2 separate regions of the Zea mays genome follow, and region 2 is linked to region 1. Evidence: chromatin contacts called from public Hi-C data. All regions are on one chromosome and are shown on one strand. The core of a region is the stretch at or near the end of the contact, and the rest is flanking DNA. Distances in the headings are between cores, read along the strand shown. Region 1 has its middle 79 kb from the start of LOC541874. Region 2 holds the start of LOC103640588 (L-type lectin-domain containing receptor kinase IX.1).

Region 1 (4,225 bases), core at 1,435-3,934:
AAACATAATATTTAGGTACATTTATACCTTCGCTTTGGCAGAAAGAGATAATTCCAGCGTAATGTGTCAGTGATTACAAGATTGCATGAACAGTACAGGGGTACTGTTCACCTATTTATAGGCACAGGGCGTAGCCTGTGTAAAATTACATTTATGCCTTTTACAATCGACTACAATAATGACAAAAATATCATGGGTCTTTATGTCATTTTATCTTTAAGTCGATTCACCCCTTCGTCTTGGGATCTGTCACTGTGCCGAAGCTTTATAGGTGATAGCTTCGACGCTGCTTCTGAGAGGATCTGCCGAAGGTGTTCTCTTTCTTTAGGATCTTCGGCTATGAAGCATACCCCCAACATAGGGTATTACGCTCCGGCACTCAAACCACTCTAATCCTCGTGTTCTCGTGTTATTCCAGCTAATCATGCAATCCCTAGGTCCCCTCCTCATCTTAGGATCAGGGCGGGTGCACTTCGCCACCTGGCCGGAGGATTTTCCCTCGACAAGTACCTGTTGGAGACAAGCTTAATTAGTTAGAACTAGATCTCATAATTAGCTGGAGATTAAAAGCCAATGTAAATTATCAAAGACTACCTAGCTAGTCATTGGCTAACAACTAGTTATAATCATTCTCTCTATATTTTTAGTTTGTTCAAATTTGACTTATGGCGAGAAAAGTCGTTTTCCTTTTATTTTTTTGTTTTTATAAGGAACTGGCATTCACTGTACGGATGGGAGTACAAGTTAGCACGCTGGTGGTGAGAAGCTTTTTTGTGGATCAGCGTCAGGTTGGCAAGCTGTGTGCATGTAAAGCTATCTTCGTCTCTCCTATCTTATTCTCTTTCCGTCTTATATTTCAAATTTACTTTACAAACAGTATTATCTATAACGTAAAACGATATGTCGGTATTTCATACTATCACATACATAATCGGCTAGGGTTTGTACAACCATATACACGATCTACTGAAGACAATCTAACATGTACGCACTGGTTGTTTGATCCCGATCTTCCAGACTTGACAAACTTAATCTCTCTCTCTGACGGAACCTAGTCACAAACTCATATCTGTTGTACAGCAGCCTCTTGATTATCGCCTCTTATGTGCACAGGTCATAATAATGTCGTGATCAGCAGAGTGTACATATAGTTGTGCAAAATATTGTTTTATATTATATATCGTGCTTCTTATAGAGTAGAGTTTGAAATATGAATAAGATAATAGATGGAATAAGAAGGTTGAAGACAGCCTAAAAAGATATATACATATTAACTTACCACTTTTTCTTTTCGATGACAATAGATGATGAATGAGCACTATTATATAACATGGACATACAGTACGGACACGACATGATGAGTGGGCACTATTAGGCTAACTTCAACCCTACCATGTACCATCTATTTTAAAACTCATTTTATCGTTTGCCTACCTACCTAAAAATGCATCTTCTATTGTCTATCATTATCTCCAACAATGACATCTATCCGACCTTTCGAACTAACACCCATATCAATAAAAAACTATTTTATTTTCCAACCCACCTTCTCTCTTCTCACCAAGTATTTTTTTTTCGAGTTTAGGTGTCTATCAGACCCGTGCACATGGGAGTGCGGGCTGTTCGACGGAATAGGGCCCCCCATTTTTTGGGCCCTAAAATTTATTGTACCAGTCCATTAGTACTACTAATTTGGCATTAGGAGCCTCGGAAAGTGAAAAGGAAATCGTTTCGCATGCCATACGTCGTTTCGTCTTTCATCTACCGCTGAGTCTAGACCAACGCATTTGCTAGTTCACCACCGCGAGCGCCCATTGCTGCTTGTGCCTGACGTTCGTTTTCCTACCACCACTCGTCAACACACCAGTGGGCATCTGGTTGTCCATCATGCAGGCAGTAGGCATCCAACACGACAACGTCACCGATCTTGCTCATTCTTCGTATTTGTGAAGCAAAGCAATCAAATAAGGTATCTCTAATATTTCAGTATGCATGTATATTTATTTGCTAACTTTATTTATAAAACAATTTATTGATTATCATATTAAATATTGTAGCATTTCAAGATCTAATTATCAACATCATGTCTTCGGCTAATGGGTCTAGAAAATATGATTCTGGTTACCAAAAATGTAAGAAAAAACAAAGAATAGATGATTTAAATCAATCTCAGAAGGGAGCTATGGAGATATTTATTATAAAAGAATCAAGTAACACAAGGTGAATGAAGTTGTTCAAGTAAAATTTATTTAACCAAGAGTTTAATAGGTATGCTTTTCATAAATTCTATTTCTACATTACATTACAATATTTATATTATTGAACTATTATTTTTTAGTAATTTTATAAGAAAAGACCTCTATTCAATAATTTTGCACAGGGTCTCGCTTTTTGCCGGTACGGCCTGGTGTCTATTTAGGTGCTCCATTGAAGTTAGCAAGCCCTAGCTCGTCGGCTAAAAACCCATAAAATACTAAGTATTGTATCAATTCGGAATTTCGGATCCGATGTAATTTTAATAACTGTGAATCAATAGAATCATTTCTTTGGGGTAAAATAAAAAAAAAACATTGACGCAATCTGCAACGGTGTTGCCGCGGCGTACGTGTTTGGTGGTGCGGTCAGGCATGGCCTCATGCACACCGTCCATTTCATCCGCTTTTAACGCCCGAGATCGATGCGTGGCGGGAAAGCTTTACTGCCCCACCCACCGACCAAGCACGCCAGCGATGTTCTTGACGTGTGGAGCACTGAAACATGGGACGCGTCGAGGAAGGGACAAAGAGACGTGCGCGCGCGCGTTCTGGTCGCCGGACGACAGCGAAAGCAGCTGGGAGGGGAAGCGCACCAAACATCTGCACTCGTCACGCCTCTGCTTGAGCGTCGCGTCAGCTACCCTGCTGCTTGTCTATGACTATTTTATTTCAGCCTTTTGTGATGACTGATGAGTTTTTCTAAAAATCTAATTGTGAAAAAATTGAGAAAAATCTAACTATGGTGCGGATGAAGATATATATTGTTTAGGATCTAGAAAAAGCTAAAGCAAACCGGCTCTACCTCCCCTTCCTAAGATGCTTAACCCATTTGTTTTTTTCCAAGAAAGTTTTCTCTGTTTTTTTTTTGAAAAAAAGATGTTGTTCAGCACAAAAAATCCGACCGTCCGCAGTCCGGACTTTCTACCGTAGCAGCACGGACCATCCGCGCATGCACAAAATCAGTTAGGGTTCTGGATTTTTTGCGGGATTTGTTAGCAAAACCTACGAGATTCCATTTTCTATTTGCAGAACTGGGGAATGTTGCTCAAAGCAAAAGAGAGACCCATCCTGGAAAGTTTGCTGGATACCATGGAGGAGTGGCTGCATCAATTCCGACCTATGCGTGGAGACAACACTGATGTTGAAGTTATGTGAATAATGGGTTGGTTCTTAGTTTGGTCGCCTCTTAGGTTTTGTTAGACTGTTATGTTTTTGTAGTGGCATACAACCTGTTAAGGTGTGAGGTGTGCTGTTTCTGGGTGGTCGCCATGTGAGTTAACCTACGGTTACTTTCGTGTGCTTGAAGTTTTAGATGGTTGCTAGGTGTGGGGTGTTGTTCGGTTCTCTGATGGGTCAGATGAGGAGTTTTAAGTAGTAGCTGGTTAAACTGGTTCTCACAGTCCGCTGTATGTGTGTGTGTGAGTCTGTATCTGTTGACTCTGTTTGCTTTCTTAAAAGATGAGTAAATCTCGTTTCAAAAAAAAATTGCAGGATTAATTCGAGAACTGACTCGTAGCATATCTAGACCTCCACCCTTTATATAGATGAAGGGGTACGACCCATTAAAGTCCCCACAATCGATCCAATCAATTCTACTTATCAATTTTACCTTATTTGCATCGGTCATTCAATTTCTAGGAGTAGGAGTAATTTAGCCTTAGGTTTAGATCTAGTTTAGCCTTCCACAACCATCTCTCTTCGACTCTACGTTGATTAGAGACACACCGGGCGGCCTGCCAACAGCAACGCCTTGGACTCCCCCCTCGATGGGATCTCTCCCAGGGGCGAGTTCTAGGGTTCTTCGCGGAGAAGAAGACCCTCTATGCCATCGCGGACAGTCTGGCCCCAGGCGCGGACCGTCCGGAAGCGTGCAGAAGAGGATCCACTCCTGCGCCCAGGTCACAGACCGTTCGACCCTATGCTGCGGACCGTCTGGAAGCATGCAGAAGAGGATCCACTCCTGCGCCCAG
Region 2 (3,892 bases), core at 1,155-3,654, 180 kb before region 1:
GTCCTCGAGGAATCCCCTGTACACTGACCCGAACCCGCCTTCCCCGAGCTTCTGCGTGTCCGAGAAGTTGCCGGTGGCGACGGCGAGCTCGCCGTAGCGAAACCGCTTCGGCCCGGTCCCTCTCTCGAACTCGTCTTCCAGCTCCGGCTGCTCGTCGAAGAACCCTCCCTCTCCCAGCTCTTGCTCCCTCGCTTCCTCGAGGATTCTAGCCTGCCTCCTCTTCCGTCGCCGGCGAAGGAGCCATATGGAGAAGACGCCGATGATGATCAGGACGGAGACGGCGCCGACCGACACGCCAATCACGATCCCTGTCTTCGACGCTTCTGTGCAGGGACGCAAAAGAAGGCGTCAACGCTTTTTATGACAAACTGACGAGATGGGGGAAGGCGCAGCAAGATCCAAGATGTTTATCTACTTGGAGCTGGCGGCGAAGACGTCGGCGTCGGCGGCGGCGGCAGAGTGATGTCTATCGGGGCCACCAGGTAGCGCAGGTAGCAGCTGTAGCCCTTGATGGAGCCTCCCGTGTTATTGGGGAACAGCTCCCCCAGCCTCGTGGCGTAGCCCGAGATGCAGTTAGAACACTCGCTGCCGTTGAGGTCCCTGGTGCACTGCGCCAGCCCGTACATCTCCTGCGAGCCCGCGCCCGAGTACGGCGTGCTGCTGTTGAAAATCCGCAGCGGCGTGTTGGCGACGCCGCCCGAGAGCTTGCTCATCAGCGGCACCCAGGCGTCCCGCACAGCCTCCGAGGTCACAGGCACGCCGACGATGGTCTCGTGCACGGCGAAGGCGGCGTTGAGGTCCGCGGTGGCGGGGATCGGCGCGGCCGAGTACCGGAGCACGCACGCGTCGTACGCGGCGCTCACGTTCCGGCTGCCCGCGCAGACCGTCGTGATGCCGGCTGGCGCCCTGGAGAGGCAGTCGAGGCACTGCGTCGCGTTGCGGTCCGCGAAGCACATGATGAGGCCGAACGCCTCGTCGGGCCCCGCCCCGGCGCTGCCCTTGTAGAACCAGCCGTTGTCGGCGGCCGCCGCGGGGAGCGCGGCCAGGAGCTGGTCCAGGTTCTTCTTGTACTGGCTACCGTCGGTGTAGTTGTCCGTCGACGAGCAGGACGGATTAAACGGCTCCATGATACTGTTGTTCTGCCCGGCGGCCGCGACGAAGAAGATGGCCAAGGCGGCGAGGAGGAGAAGGCAGGATGCCATGGCCGCAGGGGACGGGGACACCGTACCCTTGCTTTCTGCTCCTCGTCAGCCGCCGCTCGATGAGGAATTGTAGGGGATCCAGGTGGCTTTTGAGCTGTCCAGTTCCAGCACGATGCAGGAGCAGGACTCGGTGTCCTGTGTCAGTGTGCACACATGCAGAGACCAAATCTTCATAATAGACGCAGCTACAACTACAAGTTCAGAGTCAACCAAACGAAATGCCATGCCAACTTCTTGTAGATGACAGGACTGTTTTTTTTTCTTCTTTTGGTTGAGAAGAAGAAAAAAAAAAGCTCTCCCCTTGTGCGCAAGAAAGTTTCTCAATAGTGGTCAGAAAAAGTTTTGTAGTTGGCTAGCACCGTAGACTGATCTGCTTTGACTGAAACAGTGAATATCTTATCTCTCAAGTAAAGTTTTGTTCGAGCAGATTGTGCATATAACCATGTAAAACATTGTTTCGCATTATATATATAGATTGAAGTTTAAAATAGGACGTGAGATTAGGAATAAGATATGAGAGTTGCTGGAGATAGACCTATTTTGCAACTCAGCTGGTTTGCCCAAAAAAAGCTTACCTCCCTGGCTTCCTGAAAAGCAGTTTTTTATATAGTTAAAGCCATTTCGCAAATTATTCAGTACAAACGGCTTATCCTAGAGAGTAGAGACAGAGTCATTTTCCTGTATTAAAATGGCAGAGTCAGAGTTTTTTTTTTTTCCCGAAGCAATAGATCCAGGATTGATGAAGCTACTATTTGTGGTTTTTTCTTCATAATAAAAAACAACTTTGGCATTTAGATGCTTTTCGTAGTAAGCTATTAAAAAAATGTTTGACTGAGTTTTGGCTTTTTTCCAGAGAAAAGGTAAAGCCAAAGTTCTGACAAACGGGGTCTAAGTAGTCCATTCTAGATGTTGCTTTGAGCCTTTGACCATGCCAAACTGCTCCTGTCGCTTTAACCCATTCCTCAAGCGAGGATCGGAGCTTAAAAAGGAAGAAGAAAGTGTAAAAAAAGAGAGAGAAAAGAACCTGCAGTGAAACCTTGGACATCTTGTTGATGGCGAGGCGACCAAGTCAGAGTGCATCCGATCTTCAGAGACCGAAACCGACGACGTCACGGCCACGGCGTCCCCCATAGCCAGAGAGACAAAGGGCTGCCTTTATACTTTGGTTGGATGTTCTTCTCTCCTCGCCTGAGCTTGTTGAATGTTCTTCTCTAAGCTCATCCGTTGGTTGACTTGAGCAGGTTTTGTAATATCTGCCCAAACACAAACAGTAACATTCTTGTACGTTACTAACGGGCCCGGTCTGATCTCCTCCTCCTCTCAACGTGGGCCTATTTCCCCTTCGGCTACTGGGCCATGGCCCATTAGCGGACCCTACAGCAGCAGTTGGCGCCAGAAATAGAGCCTGTTTAGGACTTCAGCTCCGTTCAACCAAAAAAAAACAGACGGTCCAGATTCATCAAATTGGTTTTAAGCAAACTCGGTTTTAGTTGGACGACCGATCAAATCAGGGACAAAAAAAATGTTTGCCTGGAGCCGAGGGCCAGCGGCGGCGAAGGCATGGGCGGTAGCGGCGGCCGCGTCGCCGGCGATGGCGGCAGGGTGACGTCGTCGAGCAGGTAGACGAGGTAGCAGCGGCACCCAAGCGGCCTCACGTTCCGGGCAGGCTGCCCGCGCAGACCGCCGGCAAATCGGATTAAAAACGGCAGTGATAGCAGCCGGCATGATTCGAGCCAAGCGCAGGCCGGCAATGTCGACGGATTTACCCAACCCAAACCACGTTTGACATGACAAAGCCCACAGTTGCACCGCTTTAGATTAGAACCAAGACATTTGACGAGCACTAAGTACACTTCTCCATTTGCTTACAGACCCCTTTTCGAACCACTCTTGTGAAACTTCCAAACGAAATGGACAACTACAGAGCAGAACAGAAAAGAGGTCGGGCAAGGGTGTCGCCGGGCGCCGGCCATGGCTGCCCGCCTTCTCCGCCGGTCACACCCGGATTTAAAAAACAAAACCGGGTGCATCTTATACATACGCAAAAAAGATAACATATATAATAACAGAGTGTATAGAGATAAATGTCACAATATAATCAGAATACTTATTACATAACAAAAGTCTTACAAAATAAAGCTAAATATAAACAAACTAATAAGTCAACTGGGAGACGCCATCTATATCAAATCGAACTCCTCATTGTATGTCTCCTCTTGAACCACCTGTTCTTCTCCTGTGTGAGGGGGGGGGGGGGGTGAGAAGCAAGGGTGAGCTCACACATGTTCACCGCTCAACAAGTTGTGGGGAATAATGTGCATTAACTCACCAAAGGTGAGAGTTCATGTGATGTGTAAGGCTGACCAACAATAGAGGTTAAAGTTGAGCATTGCTTTTAATACATTGGTCAAATTTTATTAGCAGTTATTAAATGTAAGTAAATACCAAACCATAATAAGAATAATAGAACAAAATTAATAAATAATCCCATGCAAATGCAAATAACAAATTGAATTTAAGTTACATAAATTAATCATGTGAGTGTCCGAGTCGCTCATGACCGTGAGCACGGCTAGTATACCAGTTTTACACTCTATCCACAAGTCGTGTATCTCATGTCGCCAGGGTTTGCAAGGTCCTTAGACACTAGCGAGGTGAATGGCTAGGGATCCACTACGAGACCTTTACAA

What was found. Hi-C and Micro-C count contacts between places; a contact is called where the count stands out from the background.
Region 2: a Hi-C map of bundle sheath shows a contact between it and region 1, with 2.5 times the contacts expected there. The contact joins the promoter of LOC103640588 here to the enhancer-like site in region 1. A contact is called at or near these places in 3 of 25 Hi-C or Micro-C datasets (bundle sheath, ear and endosperm).

What each region holds. Positions count from the first base shown.
Region 1 is chr1:175,989,015-175,993,239 of Zm-B73-REFERENCE-NAM-5.0, reverse strand. No RefSeq gene overlaps it. Among protein-coding and RNA genes, the nearest start is that of LOC541874, 79 kb to the left of the region's middle. Within about 2 kb of position 2,684, at least 17 of the 20 cell types and tissues checked have an H3K27ac peak or open chromatin away from gene starts, as enhancers often do. A contact at or near this core is called in bundle sheath, ear and endosperm, where this site is marked.
Region 2 is chr1:176,173,845-176,177,736 of Zm-B73-REFERENCE-NAM-5.0, reverse strand. It overlaps LOC103640588 (L-type lectin-domain containing receptor kinase IX.1), which reads right to left and starts at 2,404. Exons shown (of 2, transcript XM_008663771.3): 1 at 416-2,404; 2 at 1-323. The coding sequence starts at 1,202.